Linked DNA regions of Mus musculus: region 2 is linked to region 1. Evidence: chromatin contacts called from public HiChIP or PLAC-seq data. All regions are on one chromosome and are shown on one strand. The core of a region is the stretch at or near the end of the contact, and the rest is flanking DNA. Distances in the headings are between cores, read along the strand shown. Region 1 holds the start of Gm35402 (a long non-coding RNA gene). Region 2 has its middle 26 kb from the start of Lpar1.

Region 1 (7,907 bases), core at 2,202-4,701:
TGATCATCCACTTCTGTATTTGCTAGGCCCCGGCATAGTCTCACAAGAGAGAGCTATATCTGGGTCCTTTCAGCAAAATTTTGCTAGTGTGTGCAATGGTGTCAGAATTTGGAAGCTGATTATGGAATGGATCCCTGCATATGGCAATCACTAGATGGTCCATCTTTTTGTCACAGCTCCAAATTTTGTCTCTGTAACTCCTTCCATGGGTGTTTTGTTCCCATTTCTAGGAAGGGGAAAAGTTTCTACACTTTGGTCTTCCTTCTTCTTGAATTTCATGTGTTTAGCAAGTTGTATCTTATATCTTGGGTATCCTAAGTTTCTGGGCTAATATCCACTTATCAGTGAGTACATATTGTGTGAGTTCCTTTGTGATTGGGTTACCTCACTCAGGATGATGCCCTCCAGGTCCATCCATTTGCCTAGGAATTTCATAAATTCATTTTTTTAATAGCTGAGTAGTATTCCATTGTGTAAATGTACCACATTTTCTGTATCCATTCCTCTGTTGAGGGGCATCTGGGTTCTTTCCAGCTTCTGGCTATTATAAATAAGGCTGCTATGAACATAGTGGAGCATGTGTCCTTCTTACCGGTTGGGACATCTTCTGGATATATGCCCAGGAGAGGTATTGCAGGATCCTCCGGTAGTACTATGTCCAATTTTCTGAGGAACCGCCAGACTGATTTCCAGAGTGGTTGTACAAGCTTGCAATCCCACCAACAATGGAGGAGTGTTCCCCTTTCTCCACATCCTCACCAGCATCTGCTGTCACCTGAGTGTTCGATCTTAGCCATTCTGACTGGAGTGAAGTGGAATCTCAGGGTTGTTTTGATTTGCATTTCCCTGATGATTAAGGATGTTGAACATTTTTTTCAGGTGCTTCTCAGCCATTCGGTATTCCTCAGGTGAGAATTCTTTGTTCAGCTCTGAGCCCCATTTTTTAATGGGGTTATTTGATTTTCTGGAGTCCACCTTCTTGAGTTCTTTATATATATTCTCCTGCTTCCACCATCATTCCCTCACTGCCTGCTGCCATATCTTCCCCACCATGATGGACTGTATCTCTTGAGAACTGTGATCCAAAACAGACCTTCTCTCCCTTAAGTTGCTGTTATAGTGACACGGACCACCCCAGTCAGGTAAGAGAGGCCCTGGAATGAGGGTCCTTGAAGCTATGTGGGTAAGGTGACAAACAGAAACAAACACAGAGGCAGTTTGAATCTGAGTATATTTTGCAGCTCTCAAGCAGGGAATTTTATACATTAAAAAGCCAAGCATTATAACTCTTAGAAACTGTATCCAGTGAAACAATCACAGATACCAACAAAAATCATTTGGCACAGTAAAGCACAAAAATCATCCAAGCATTACAACTCTGAAACTATATAGTCAGTGAATCACAAACAGACTAGGTAACATCATTATTAATCTAAGTCATCAAATATAACAATTCTAAAAGGATATATTCAGTGGGACAGTTGTCCAAGGCCAGTGGCATATTTCCAAGAGCAGGTTAATAAATCTTTATGGTCAATGCTCTTAACCTCTGAGATAACTCTCCATCCCCATATGGTCAATTATTATTTAATATCTAATGCCTGATTTTTTATAAATCTTCAACACATAAATTCAAACTATTTTAATTCTTTCTAATAAGGCTTTATTTACCATATACCAAACCTCACCTCTGATGACACATGTGTAGCTATATGAAATTTTATTGTTGGGAAAGTTTTTATCTATCATAATAATTTTGTAAATGATTTAAAAAGTTAAGCGTTGGTTTCCCCGGAGATAAGGTCATGTTAGTGACACCATCTCAAGGGATGGTTTCTTACTCATTATTCTCACTTAAGATCTTGGCCTAGGCTACCAGAAACATGTAAAATAAGAAAAGGAATAAGAGAAACAAAATAGATAGATTGCCATGAGAACTACGGCTCAATAATTTTTCTCCAGCGAAGAGTTTCACAACTGGTTCCAGGAGGCCTCCCCCTTTTGAGGTCAATTGCCTCAGTCTGTGGAACTTGTCACACAGATCCTTCTGGAGGTGGTGTGGCATTATAAGGTAGATTATTACAGTAGCAGGAAAAGAAACAAAGATGACCCACCATTTCCCCACCACCATTCCCAGTGCTGAGATAGAATACAGCACCTGCCAGTCAAGTGCTCCACCACCGACCTGCATTCCCAGAACTCTAGCTATTGCATGACCGACAGTCTCTTGTGATCCTCTGGACATTTTCCACTGTTATTTTTTCAACATAATTCTGCCTGGGATACATGCTATTGTGGTGGTTGAAGAGAACCCATAGACTCATCTATTAAAGTACTTGATCTCCAGTTAGTGGAACTGTTTGGGAAGGATTAGGAGGTGTGGCTTTTCTTTAGAGATGTGTCACTGGGGGCAGGCTTAGAGGATTCAAAAGACTTAGGCCATTCCCAGTGTACTCTCTTTGCCGTCTGCCTATGGATCAGGATGTGAGCTCTCGCCGGTTCCTGCCGCCCTGTCTTTGCTCTGTCCTCATGGACTCTAACCTTCTGAAACCATAAGCACAATTAAATCCTTTTAAAAAATAAGTTGCCATGGTCATGTTTTGTCACAGCAATAGAAAAGTAACTAAAACAGTTATTGTCCAATTTGAGAACTGCATCAGAGTCTTTTGGGTGTGCTCAGGCTACAGAGAAGGCATAGTTCACAATTCCAAATTTACTTAATATGAATAAAGCCTGAACAAAAATACTCATGGTTGGTCATTAGTCACCAACCTTATAACCTGGAGGCAGTCTGGTGTTCCTCTCCTCCACTCTATCCCTTCTTCCCTGCTTGTCTTCCTTTCTTTTATTTTTTACATCCAACCTACCTCTTAACAAACAAAGATAAAACATGGAGAAAACAATACAGAGAGGCCTGGGAAATGACATAATCACTTTCAAAAACTGAAAAGTATATATGTTGAAATTTGAAAATGCAACAGCAGGCTTTCTGTGGAAGGCATGGCAGGATTTAGGGAAACGGGTTTTGAGGATATGGACTTCCATCCCACTCTGAGGAATTTTACCTTCAAAATGTATGTTTGATGTTGAGATGTGAGCAGTGCTCCCTGCCGTCCTTCACACTAGACTGTTGCCAAAGTGGGTGTGTAGTGATAAGCATGTCATAAGCAGATATGACTGATGCAGGAGCAATGGACATCTGGTAGGGAAAGGTAGAGGCAAGTGCTGAAAGTAATTCCTCAACATGTATTACAGAGAATTACAGAGATATTGTGTACTTAGGAATCTGTGCCCGGGGGTGGGGGTGGGGGAGAGAGAGAGAGAGAGAGAGAGAGAGAGAGAGAGAGAGAGAGAGAGAGATTAAAGGAAGATTGAAGAGGAGAGATGGGAAAGCTCCGGCTCAGCTTCTCTGCAGTGTGAATCATCACCACTGAGGTCTGAGAAGGGAGGGGCCACACTGTTTTAGAAAGCAAGGAGTCCAGTGGTTGGATCTGAAGGTGCTAGGCTCTTTGCACCCCACCACTTACATCTGTTGTATTTTGATTTTATTGCCTTTATATATACAGCTTTACTGAATCTTGATAGGATGATGTGTGTGCATTCCCCTCCCCTTCTCTGTGTGTGTATTTGTTCCCAAATGTTTTTGCCCAAGAGATAATTTAGTCACCATGGCAAAGTTCTAGGGAGGAGAACAACAATTCCTCAGTCAATACCATATAATTTTGCTATAAAAAAATGGATAATGAGGAAGGCAGTCCAGGAGATGTGTCACAGATTGGGAACTTAATGTTTGACTTTGTATGAATGCCAAAGGGCAAGCTTGGAGCATGTCATTTCCAATTCTTCATACTGTGTTCTCCTTGCCAATCCTTTCTTAGTGTATGTGTGCCGACGTGTGTCAGATGTGTGTATATGTGTCTCTGTGTGTGCGTTAGTGTGCACATATGTGTGGAGCTCAGAGTTTGATATTTGGTGTCTTCCTCAGTCATTCAATAAGTTTTCACTGATTCAGCAGGCTGGCCATCCAGTGATCTCCAGGGAGCCACCTACTTTTGTCCCCCTCCCCCCTACCCAGTGTTTGGAGTTAGAGATGTGCTATACCTGGCATTTTGTGTGGATCCCAGGGCTGTTCAACACAGATCCTCAGACTTTTATGGGATCAGCAGGTACTTTACTGATTTAGCTCATCTTCCTTCCTTGCTCCCAAAGACATACGCAAGCATATCTTTAAGCTCATTTCTGAGCACATTGTTGTGCCTTCAAAGCCACTGTTAGAAGACGAATGTGCAGTCTGTGTTCACACCCTTTATACACTCCAGGACTGTGCAGTGGCTGATGCTTTTCTTAGAGCAGAGAGAGGCTCTAAGGAGAAGAGCCATGGATCTGGAGGATTGAAGGATTGGGGGCAGTGGCCAAGGTTGTTTTCCACTCTCTCACTGATGATGACTTTACTCTGGAAACTCTCACACAGCCTGAGCCTTAAGTTTTGGACCTGAAAATGAAGGCAGGCCCTGGTGCTTGCTGATGCACAGCCCTGTCCTAAGGCCCCTTCTGAGCATTGCATTGCAGAGGTGGGGCTGAAGTTCCCCACTCACTGCAGGGGCTGGATGCTGGGAGGGATGATACATTTTCCACATGATCTGAAGTGGGAGCAAATAAGAGAAAAAGGAAGGACAGTCATATCAGCAACAGAAAGGCAAAACCACAGAGGAAGGAGGAGTCGGGATACTGCTGCCAGGAAGGTAGGCCTATGTGTGTTTCTGTGACTCACCAGAGAAGAGATGATGGACCAGGGCTGGGTGGAGAAGGCAGCTTGGATGTGTGAAAGTGGATGAGCCTATTATAAAAGGCAGAGAAGCTCTCAATTGACTCCTTGTTCTCATAGTCTCCACTCTGCTCTTAGGAGAGCTGGCGAGGAGGAGCCTGTCAGAATTTAGCATGCCTGTGCACAGCGCAAAGTGATTCATTAAGAAAACCAACAAACCAACCAAAAACCCATGCTTAGGGCGTTCAGAGTTTCAGAGAACTCAGGCAACACTGCTTTCCTTTGTTTTAGTATTTTGGTTTTTTGTTTTCTTAGAAGTAGCAGAGTTATATTCATTTCTTTATTTTATTCTTTGTGTGTACGAGTGTTTTGCTGGCATGTGTCTGTGCCCCAAGTGTGTGCCTGCTGCCTGTGGAGACCGAGGGAGGTGGATCTCCTGGGAGTGGAGTTACAGATGACTGTGAACCATCATGGGTACTGGGGCTTGAACCTAAGTCCTTGGAAGAGCAGCTAATGTTCTTAACCACTGAGCCATCTCTTCAGACCAGTTTTTTAAAGAACAAGGTCCCAGACAAAAGCATCACAAGGCTTTCTTTGATGCAGAAAGTACTCCTAGAATCTTGGGTGATGATGACACCTGAGACTGTGAGTTTTCATGTGCCAAATATCACAGAGACAATGATAGACACCCCAGGTTTAGTTTTATCAGTTTTTATTGAATCTAAGTTTGTAAGAGGCATCAATAATTCCCATGCACTTACATGATGCCTTTCTGCTATGAGAGGTGTTCCCACTTCACAGATGCCAAAAGTGAAAAATACTTTTTTTTTTTAATGAATAAAACACGTTCACTGGCTTAATTCTGTAGAAAAGTATGATTGAGACTATCTGGGTGTGAATATTGAACACAGGCTGTGAAACTCAGTAAGGAGGGTTGAGGTGGTTGTAGCAGGGGTACCAGGAAGGGAGGTTAGGAAAAGAATATTTCAGCCACCAGATCTTCGAGCACATTAGGTCAAGAATGAGTGTTCTTCAACTCCGTTGCAAGCGTAGGGTAGAGCACACATCTTTCCTGGAAGAGGTTTGAGAACACTAAGGCTCCAGATCCATATGCTGGCTGTGGGAAGGAAGTGTCTTAGCTTCAGACATCATTGTGATGGTTGCTGTATTGACTCCTTCAGTTTAACTCACTTAGATGGATCCAGTGTGGAATTAGGAAATCAGAGCTCAGAGACCAGACTCATGAACTGTTAGTGTGACCATGGACTCCTGGGGAAGCATTCATACTGAGAGAAACTGACTGACTAAGCAGGTTGGGTAAGGACCAGTAGTGTGAGGCTTGCTCCTACTGTACCGTCAGGAGGGCGAGACGTTTGAACACTACTTTGTTCAAGTCACATGGCTGTTAAGGTCCTGATCAGCATTGATGTGGGTGGTGGAATACCAGAGCTCTACATCCATAAATAAAAAATAAACCTTGCTATTAAAGATGCCCAGACACATAAACTAGCCAGTCTGCAAAGAGAGATGAGCTTTACTGGAGATGTGTTTGAAGTTCTATGAAACATAAAGGATGAGATCGTTAGGTCCGGGGTGCTTGCTAATAAGTAACCGGAGAGTGAAATAGCCACGTGGTCATTTTAAAGAAACGACATGTTTTGTTGCTTTGTACCTTCAGAGCGTGCATCCATGGAATCAAAACCTTTCTAAGGAACGATTAGGTGGTTAGGAGATAAAAGAAAAGTTTCTATGGGCAGCAGACGCAGCATTAACTATTTATATGGTTGAAAGCCTGGGGAGTAACAACAAACAGTCGCGAGGGAACCGGAAGTGCCCCTGCCGAGGTGAGTGCTGCAGAGTTGGGTTGCTACACTCCAGGGTGAGGCGGTCACTTACCTTGGGAGCCTCCCAAGGCAGCGCGCTGTAGCTCTGCTTCTGATTTTTCTTTGGATAGAGTAATTAGAGTAAGTTTCACTATCAAGTTACTCTATCAATTAGAGTAATTTTCACTATCAAGCCCTTCCAAAGCCCCACATTAAACCGATGCGCGGCAATGCACAGCTTCTTTTGGCACTTGATGACCCGAGGCAGCCTCTATGGTAGCCATCATCAATTGTGTCTTTCAGAAGTAGAGCCATCATTTGGGGCAGGCTTTGAGAGTTCCAAGGCTCCCTCTACTTCCTATTTGCTCTGTGCTTCGTGGTTGCAGATGTTATCTCTCACTTTCCTGCTCTGTCTTCCTGCTCACATCCCTCTCCACAACCTATGGGTTCTCTGTTTGGAATTGTAAGCTACGATAAACTTTTCTTCCAATTAAAAAAAAAGGTTTTGTTGCTCCAAAGGTGGGTGGGGATCGCCTATGTATTTGCACATACTTTTGTAAAAACACAAAAACATTTACACTATCCTAATTTTTATGATGCAATATTTCTGGAACCGTCCCTGAATGTTTTTCTCTAAATTGCAGGAATTATTTCTCCCCTTTAAGTTTTAATATTTTTCTCTTCCTCAGAGCTTATTGTGAGTTTGCTAGATGCCAAGTGTTACCAAAGATAAACGAATGAAAAGGACACCATGCTTCTCTCTAAGGAGGGAGTGGGGTTAGTGACAGCTCGTACATAGATGGCACTCAGTACCGGAAGCAAAAGGGTAACCATAACTAGCCAATGGGAAATGAGAGGAGTGTGGAGATGGTTACATGGGAGAAGGCAGCAGGAATAAAATGAGGCAAATAAATGAATTTAAATGTACCCAATCGCAAAATTACAGGGGGGAGGGGACCAGAAAGAATTATCTGCAGTAGTTAGTCATTTTTCAAGTTTATGATGGAGGCTGTGTGGATCAGCAGGAGGAACGGAAAAAGCTCACTGTTCCACTCTCGTGTGCCCTGTGCACTCTTTACTTCTGGTTGTGGTTCTGGCTCCTGAGATCTTAGGACGTGTATTAACATGGTTGAAATCTAAAGCATAAGCAAGCGGTCTGCGGCAGGAGTACCTAAGATCTCGTTAGCTTCACCTCAGGCCAAGTGCTCACTGGTGGTTAGGAAGACAGCCACTCAGAGGACAGGACCACGAAGATGGGTCCTGCTGCTTGGATGGGGGTTCGGGGGTGGGGGGAAGCATGTCTCTGTGTTGTGAGCCTC
Region 2 (7,907 bases), core at 1,703-4,202, 550 kb after region 1:
TGTTGGCGTATGTCTAGGCTGGTTTCACATTATGACTCCATAAACATGGACGTTTCCTTTACATCATCCAAAGAAGCAAGGTTCCTGATCTAGTCCAGGTGGTATTGTTCCATCCACAGGGTGCTTACATCTCCCTACTCCCCAAAAAGACAGGGAAGAGGTGCGTCTAAGTAGACTTTCTGTCTCTGTAACAGAATTCTGCAGCACGGATAACCTCTGAGTAATGGACATTTGTCTGGCTCGCAGTTTCAAAGGCTGGGAGTCCCAGAGCACAGCACTGGCTTTGGTTGCCTCATAACATGGCAAGGAAGTGACACACAGGGATGGAAAGATTGGAGCTGAGCCCTTTATCGGGGTCCACTGACATCATGGCCAAACCCATTTGGCTAAAATTGCACAAATCTATTAGTGAGGGTGGAGCCCTTACGACCTAGTCCCTTCTTAAGGGTCCCACCTCATAATACTGTCATAACAGCAACCAAATGTCAGCCCGAGGAGAGCATAAGGCAGATAAGAAGCCTACCAAAGGGTACTTAAGGTGACCCAACAAGGCTGTGAAGGAAGACAGAGCCAGCTACTGATGCTGGGCATTCTAATTCTTCCTTTATGAGTGTACAGTCACGGGAAACTCACTGGAAGACTCTCAGCCATCAGGAAGAGGCATATTAAATTGAAAAAAATAAGAGAAAATGACCCTAGCAGGAGAACGTAATGGAGAAAACTAAGTAGCTCTTGGAAAACAATCCAACTAGTGTCTCCCGCGAGATTTAAAAGATGATTAAAAGTTGCAATACACCCTTCCATTAGAATGTATTAGCAAGCAAAAAATGGATGGTAATGATGAATTCTCATAGATTTGAAATATTATTGCTAAAAAAATTAAAACAAAATTGATAAGTGGCAAAGTGGACCCTGCAGGAAACCAAACGAATACATGCATTACCTCATGTCTCAGACAAAGTATAACCACGGCAGTGCTATGATAGGATCACATGATGGGATCATATCCAGTGTGTTAGGTAACATGGGTTGAAATCATAGCCCATTTCTCTTTGGCTATTGAACTTGTGCCGCATCAGGCATTCTTTCTAGGGTCCCATGCTAGTAGCTGATTTCCTCATTGGTAACGTGATTTAAGATTGCCATCAGTATCAAACACTGCTTTAGCATTTGCAAAACTTCTGAGTGTCTGGCACAAAACTCTCACATTTGTAGTTTCAGGACAAAAAGCAATGGAAACATCTAGAAAAGGTGTCAGGGAAACAGCACCCCCAGAGCTTCTGTGCTGCTTCCTAAACCTAGGAGAAGCCAGGGCTACACAGGCTCAAAGCGATACCCCAGCAAAGCAACAGAGCTACAAAGTAGCGCAAAGGGAGTGGCTAGGAAGATGGAAGGCTTTCCCCTTTGTATGTGCCTCACAAGAGAACCCCTTGCTCTTCACAGCAGCTCACAGTCATTTATTTGTCCCTGTCTCTTAAGACTCTCCTTTTATTTTGTTCTGCTGAGGTTTTGTAGATATTTTAGGGAGGCACTCTGAGTCTGCTTGGTGGAGACTTGCTATAGGCAGGTAGCCTTGTTATTGGCATCTAACAGTGAAAAGATACAGATGAGTTTAGGTGGCCCAACACCTCCCACAATCCTCCTCATTCTATCTCTCCAGCATTCATTTCTCTATTACCATGCAGTAAGTTGTATTCATTCGTTCAGTTAACAGTGCTACGTGCAGGTTGAGGCCAGGGCATAGCACATAGGAGGCATTCTGCTACTGACCTGCATCTCCAGTCTACATGGTGGGAATCAGGACTGACAAGAGACTTGGGCACTTAGATACCACTTTTGGCTACTTTGATCAAAGCCTTAGCGGCAACTCAGTGGTCTCTCTTTTTTTTTTTTTTTTTTTTTTTTTTTCTTTTTTTTTCTACTCTTGCCTCTGTCTGCTCTGGGACTTTCCCAGGCACACTGCATGCTGAAGCCCTTAGCAGCCCTCTGTCAATCCTCACCTCCTTTTCTCCTACTTTGTCACTTGGCTTTACTCTTCGGGCAATTTCCTTTACAAGTCTGCCTCCTGCCCTCACTGCCTCTGAGGCACAGATCCTCTCTGCTCTCAGGACTTCCCGCTAAGCCATTGGGCCATCTGCAGATGGCCTCTCCCAGCCCCCAAACCTGGGACAGCTGCTTTTCAACTCCAGTGTGTCAAGGAAAGTCCCTCTTGTTAAAAGGCAGACCTCACAGTAGCCCCCAAGAAGTGAGCAACTCTGGCAGGTCCTGAGAGCTGCTGGCATTTGACAAGCCTTCTAGGAGACTCTGATGCAATTTACCTTTAAGAAACACTGACCTAGGAAGGAAGTAACAATTAGGTAAGGCTCTTTCTTTCTGCCAATTCTTCATCTTTGAATGCTTCTGATTTTATTTTCCTTCCTTCCTTCCTTCCTTCCTTCCTTCCTTCCTTCCTTCCTTCCTTTCTTCCTTCCTTCCTTCCTTCCTTCCAACTTAATGGACCACACTGAGCGCATGTTCAAGGTTCTAGTCTTTTCACTATCCTTGTGTCTCTTCCTCCTCCTCTTCCCCTTCCTCCTCTTTCTCCCCTCCTTCTCTTTCTCCCCCTCCTCCCTTTCCTCCTCCCTCTCCTCCCTTTCCCTGCCTCATTGTTCTTCCTCTCTCCCTCCCTCTCCTTCACCCTCCTTCCCTCCTCCCTCCTCCCTCTTCCCTCTACCCTCCTTCCTTCTCCCTCTTCCCTCTTCCCTCTTCCCTCTTCCCTCTTCCCTCCTCCCTCCTCCCTCCTCCCTCCTCCCTCCTCCCTCCTCCCTCCTCCCTCCTCCCTCCTCCCTCCTCCCTCCTCCCTCCTCCCTCCTCCCTCTTTCCCTGGCATCTCAGGCCTTGAGGAGCATTACACATATCTGACATTCCTTATTTCTAGAACAGATAGGAAGGAGTCTGACTTGTGCTGGACAGAGTGTCCCCTGAGGTTTGGACACGTAGGCTACAGAGCACAGAAGAGTGGAGAGCCAGGAAACCCCAAAGCAAGCACAGCTGGAATCTGTAAAGTGCGCCCTCCCTCTTTGATTCAGAGAGAAACAAGCAAACAGCTGACCTGTTGCTCCAGCTGTTAGTCTCTGCTGTCTGAAATGTATGATAAATGCAGTTCTAAAAGCTGACAGTGTGCTGTCTACTTTCTCCTTCACCAAATTTTACTAAGTTGGTATCTTTCAAAAGACCTTCCCCACATAGACCTTCCGCCTTAATTATTCTGTGTGATATTAGAGTTGTGTGAGTAGATGAAGGCATTTTTTCTGAACCTGGAGCTTCAGAAGTGGGGAGACAGGCAAAGACCATTTTATTCACAACAGAAATTCCAAAAAACATATTTAGAAGTTTATTGCTTTTTATTGTAATCTATGGCTACTAAAAAGTTGCATATTAATTGAAATTTGTAATTTATATGTAGTTATATGTAAATGAAAGTATACCCAAACTGTATCTCCAGAGTCTATAATTTGAAGAAACCCTAGTATAATTTTTGAACATTAATGTATTTTGTTTGCTATACAACTGTTCATCTTACTGTGTCTCATTTTCTAAGTTAAGGTTGAAAAAAAAAAAAAAAAAACCCTGGGGTTAGGGAGGGGCACTGCCTGTGATCCTAGCACTGGGAGGTGGAGGCAGGAAGACCAGGAGTTCAAAATAAGCCTTGGCCATATAGCAAGTTCAAGGCCAGCCTAGGCTATATGATACCCTGTATAAAATAATAATTATAAAATAATAACAAAAAGACAGGGAAAATCAAGTTGCCTTAAAGTTGAAGCATTTCTCTTGATGAGTGTTTCGTTTAAAAAATTGAAAAAGTACAAATTCCCTAAACATACTTCCACTGAGTAAGAAAACTCACATAACATGTAAGCCAAAACTGATAAGCATCTAAGCTTATTTAAAAACAAAGACCAAAAACATTGTGGATAGCAAATTGGAAAAAAAAAAAAAAACCCTCTAGTTTTTCTAGAATCTTCTCTGATCCCTAGGCTTCATGACCCTTTCATTTGAAAACACACACACACACACACACACACACACACACGCACACACACACACGCACACACACACACACACGCACACACACACACACACACACACGCACGCACACACACACACACACACACGCACACACACACACGCACGCGCACACACACACACACACACGCACACACACACGCACGCACACACACACACACGCACACACACACACACACGCACGCGCACGCGCACGCACACGCACACACACACGCGCACACACACACACGCGCACACACACACACACGCACACACACGCACAATCACTGGTTGCAAAACAAATTCCATTTTATTTACATGTGTTCACTGAGACCTGTTTGATCTGCTGAACTTAAATAATTTGTAGACAGCTGGCTTCCTTAGATATGGGGAGTAAGGGGTTCCCCACTAAGAATCATCTTCGAGGGACCGCCTGGAAGCCTGGGCTTCTCATCGCTGTCCAGCAGGTACACCATGCTGAAGCCGGCAGCCCTGGAACCTCCACAGCCCGCCAAGAGGCTTCGCAGAAGAAACGCCCATTTCCTTCTTATTCTCCCTTGCTTTTAGAACAGCTTTAAGGATAGCCACCCACACCCCTCATCTGTACAAAACCAATCATGTTAGGTCGAGAATCGTAGGGTGGGGGAGGGGAAATTGTGGCTGTGAGCAGATGAAGAGCCAAGGAGAGAAAGGCCCAACTGCAGAACAGCTTCAGTATGCCCGTCCCAAGTCTGATAAACATCTCTATAATATTAAACACTGGCTGGAAGTACTTTTACATAAGGAAAAGAGAAGACCTTTTCATGCTTTTCAAAGGTGAGCACAAGATCAAAGAAGCCAAGATGGAAGTTTCTTGACTGGAATTCCATCAGCACAGATGGAAAACTCATTTAAAAATAAAAATAAATATACTCACAAATAAAAATAAGCCTCTAGGTTTTAAGACTTCTGGCCTGTGTTAGACGGAACATCAGGAGCCAATTAAATTGCTCTCCCCTTTTTTGTTTATTCTAAATGATACGGTCTTTCCCCTCCTCTGATTAGACCAGCATTGCATCCGCTGTGGTAAGGGTCCGTTCCTTCACTTGCTTCAAACCCTTTTTTCCTAGCGCAGAAGTTGGAAAAACCTTAAAAGTCTGCACTGTATCACCTGAGGAAAAGCCAACTAAATGTTCACTTTATGTCTTATAATATTTTCTTTTGCCCCCAAAAGACACTGGCAGCTGGGGAGTGTCTGGGTCCGTTTGTCTGTGAACCGTGGTGGTACACAGCCGGCCACAGTGGTTCCCTTTCTAGATCTTCTTGGGCTTTCACTGCCTCCTGGGCATCTAATGGGATATATTCTTCACGTTACGCTTTTAGTTTTCTCTAAAACTAAAAGGTCTGGATCCATGGGTCAGTTCTAAAAGGACAACACCTAGGCTTAGAGCCTTGTTGTGAAATAGGGACTATAAAGTGACATGAGTCTTCCCAGTTGCTAGCTGGAGCACAACTGAACATGTCTGTTTCCTGTCTGTCCACCCAATGAAGGGCTCCATGTTTCGTGCCTGCGCATTTCTGTCCCTGGGGTGTAGTCCCAGGAGCAGGGTGAACCTTACATGTTGGAAAAACGCTACCAGCTAGGTTTGTAAAAACCACAAGTCATGTGGCTGTTGACTTGTATAACACATGTAAACTTTCTTATACGAGTCATAGGAGGGGGAAAAAGGAAGAAAGGCGTTTGATGCAGTGTTCTCTTACATCTGTCCAGAATGACTAAGACAACCCAGAGGCTCAGAGTGCTTAGGTAAGCAGACAACCCCACGATGGAGCCTGGGAGGCTTCAGTCCCCCCTAAGGATCCCCACCAGCGAGCTCAGGGGCCCATCACATCCTTGTGAACACTCAGCTGACCATCTCAGGAAAAGTCAAGACTGTCATTTGGTTTGGTTTTGTCTTTTTGAGACCTGGTTTCTCTGGCAATCCTGCAACTACTCTATAGGCCAGGCTAGCCTCAAACTCACAGAGATCCGCCTGCCTTTGCCTCTGCCTAGGGAGTGCTGGCATCAAAGGCGTGGCCACTTCGCTGGCCAAAATGACAGGACTATTACCTCAAAGGTGAAAAATGTCTTTTATCCTTATATCCACAATAAACCAAGGACTCAGCTCTATCAACCCAGGGGCTCTGATGGGCTCTGTGGCCACCATGTACTGCATGGTGTTGCACAGATCTTTTCTGTGTAATTCAACCATCGGATTAAATCAAATGCCTGCAGTACTCAGTGGGCTGTCTGCCTTGCTAGCTCCAGCTCACCCATTCTTTCTATTAGTTTCTAGGAGACAGAATGGAACTGTTGCCTTCATACAAACAGCAGAGTCACCTAGAATCTCTGGGTGTGTTCAGGTTTGCCTACTAGAGGCCATTTCTATTTTGAGTGGGTGTAAAAAGTGGTAGACTAAATCTGACCAAACTTCTTCTACCTCCCCTCCCCCAACGCGGTGGCCCCAAGCTGCGCCCCGAGTGGCCCTGACCAAACTTCTAATTCAGAGGCATTCTCAAGTATGTAGAATTCTCAACTCTGAGCCCAGCCTAAGATGCCCCTTGGAGAGAGGGGCAGAGGGAGGGGGAGAAAGAGAGGGGAGGAGTGGGGAGGGGGAGGGGGAGGGGAGAGATCCTACTCTCTGAGCCATAATGTACTATTAAAGCGATAGTACATAATTTTTTAAATTGAAAATAGATTGTTTTCACGCAATATATTCTGATTATGGTCCCCTTCCCCCAACTCTTCCCCAATTCCTTCCTACCCCTCCCATCCAAAGCCACACCCTTTCTCCCTCTCTGTTTCTCTCTGCTTCTCTCTCTCTCAAACATTTACCTAAAAAATAATAATAAATTAAAATAAGATAAAACAAAAACAAATAAACCAGAATATGACAAAACCAACAGAAGAAAAAGAGCCATAGGAAAAGCGCAAGGAACACTGATAGATGCAGAGACACACAGAGATCTCATAAACATACAGAACTGGAAGCCCTACTATCTGCACAAAGCCTGTAAGGAGTGTTTAAAAAGCCCAAACGAAGCATTTTAAGATGATGATCAACAGCCACAGAGTGGCTACCTGCCCAGTACACCACAGGCACAGCTTCACTCTCACTCACATGAAACCTTTGGGAAAGAAGGCTTTCTCTACCCGAGTCTTAAACACTGGGAACGGGAACTCAATGCTCATTGGCCAGAATCTGAGAGCAAAGCAGCAAATCCTGGATCTGAATTTCCATCTTATAGGCTTCAAAGCTAGCACCGCCCCTACCGGAAATGTGTAAAAGGATCACGCTCGCTCGGTTGGCAAGGAACTCTCAAGGTGGTTTTTCCCCCACCGCCAAAGTCACTTCTAACCAAAACTGAAGATTCTATGATAAACTCTGAGTCTCCTGTTTGTTTATCGATCAGATCACTGTCTAAGATGGCAAAACATGCTGACTTCCCAACCTTTAATGTTTCACCATGCTCCTCCTCCTACCACATCTTCCAGCCTCTCAGGCTCCATCTCTTGCCGCTCTCTTGTTCCAATATTCCAACACTCATCCCAGTCTTTGACTTTGGTGAGGTTTGTCCTCTTCTCTACACCAGTTTCCATGTTCTGCCCGGTGTCTTATATGTAAGGGCTTTGAGATTTTAACTTTCCTTAAAGACTAGTTCAGAGAAAGTTAGAATAAGCATAGTTATTCCCTGACTGTTCAACCAAGTATCATTCTCTATAATTATTCTACATAGGATATTATATATACTTTCGCTTGGACATAGCTTATGTCATGTATAATTCATACAAGGTATGTATATATCATATGAGCTATCTTTTGTTTGAAATACGTCTATACTGT

The links. HiChIP or PLAC-seq counts read pairs in DNA pulled down with a chosen protein or histone mark.
Region 2: a contact with region 1 is called in an H3K27ac HiChIP or PLAC-seq map of the NIH/3T3 cell line, with 4 times the contacts expected there. The contact joins two enhancer-like sites. A contact is called at or near these places in 1 of 15 datasets of contacts at CTCF or cohesin (the NIH/3T3 cell line) and 1 of 115 datasets of contacts at active chromatin or transcription factors (the NIH/3T3 cell line).

Annotation. Positions count from the first base shown.
Region 1 is chr4:58,028,205-58,036,111 of GRCm38.p6, forward strand. Gm35402 (a long non-coding RNA gene) reads left to right here and starts at 6,402. Exons shown (of 3, transcript XR_390600.3): 1 at 6,402-6,609. Within about 2 kb of position 3,452, at least 6 of the 459 cell types and tissues checked have an H3K27ac peak or open chromatin away from gene starts, as enhancers often do. A contact at or near this core is called in the NIH/3T3 cell line, where this site is marked.
Region 2 is chr4:58,575,684-58,583,590 of GRCm38.p6, forward strand. No RefSeq gene overlaps it. Among named protein-coding and RNA genes, the nearest start is that of Lpar1, 26 kb to the left of the region's middle. Within about 2 kb of position 2,953, at least 39 of the 459 cell types and tissues checked have an H3K27ac peak or open chromatin away from gene starts, as enhancers often do. A contact at or near this core is called in the NIH/3T3 cell line, where this site is marked.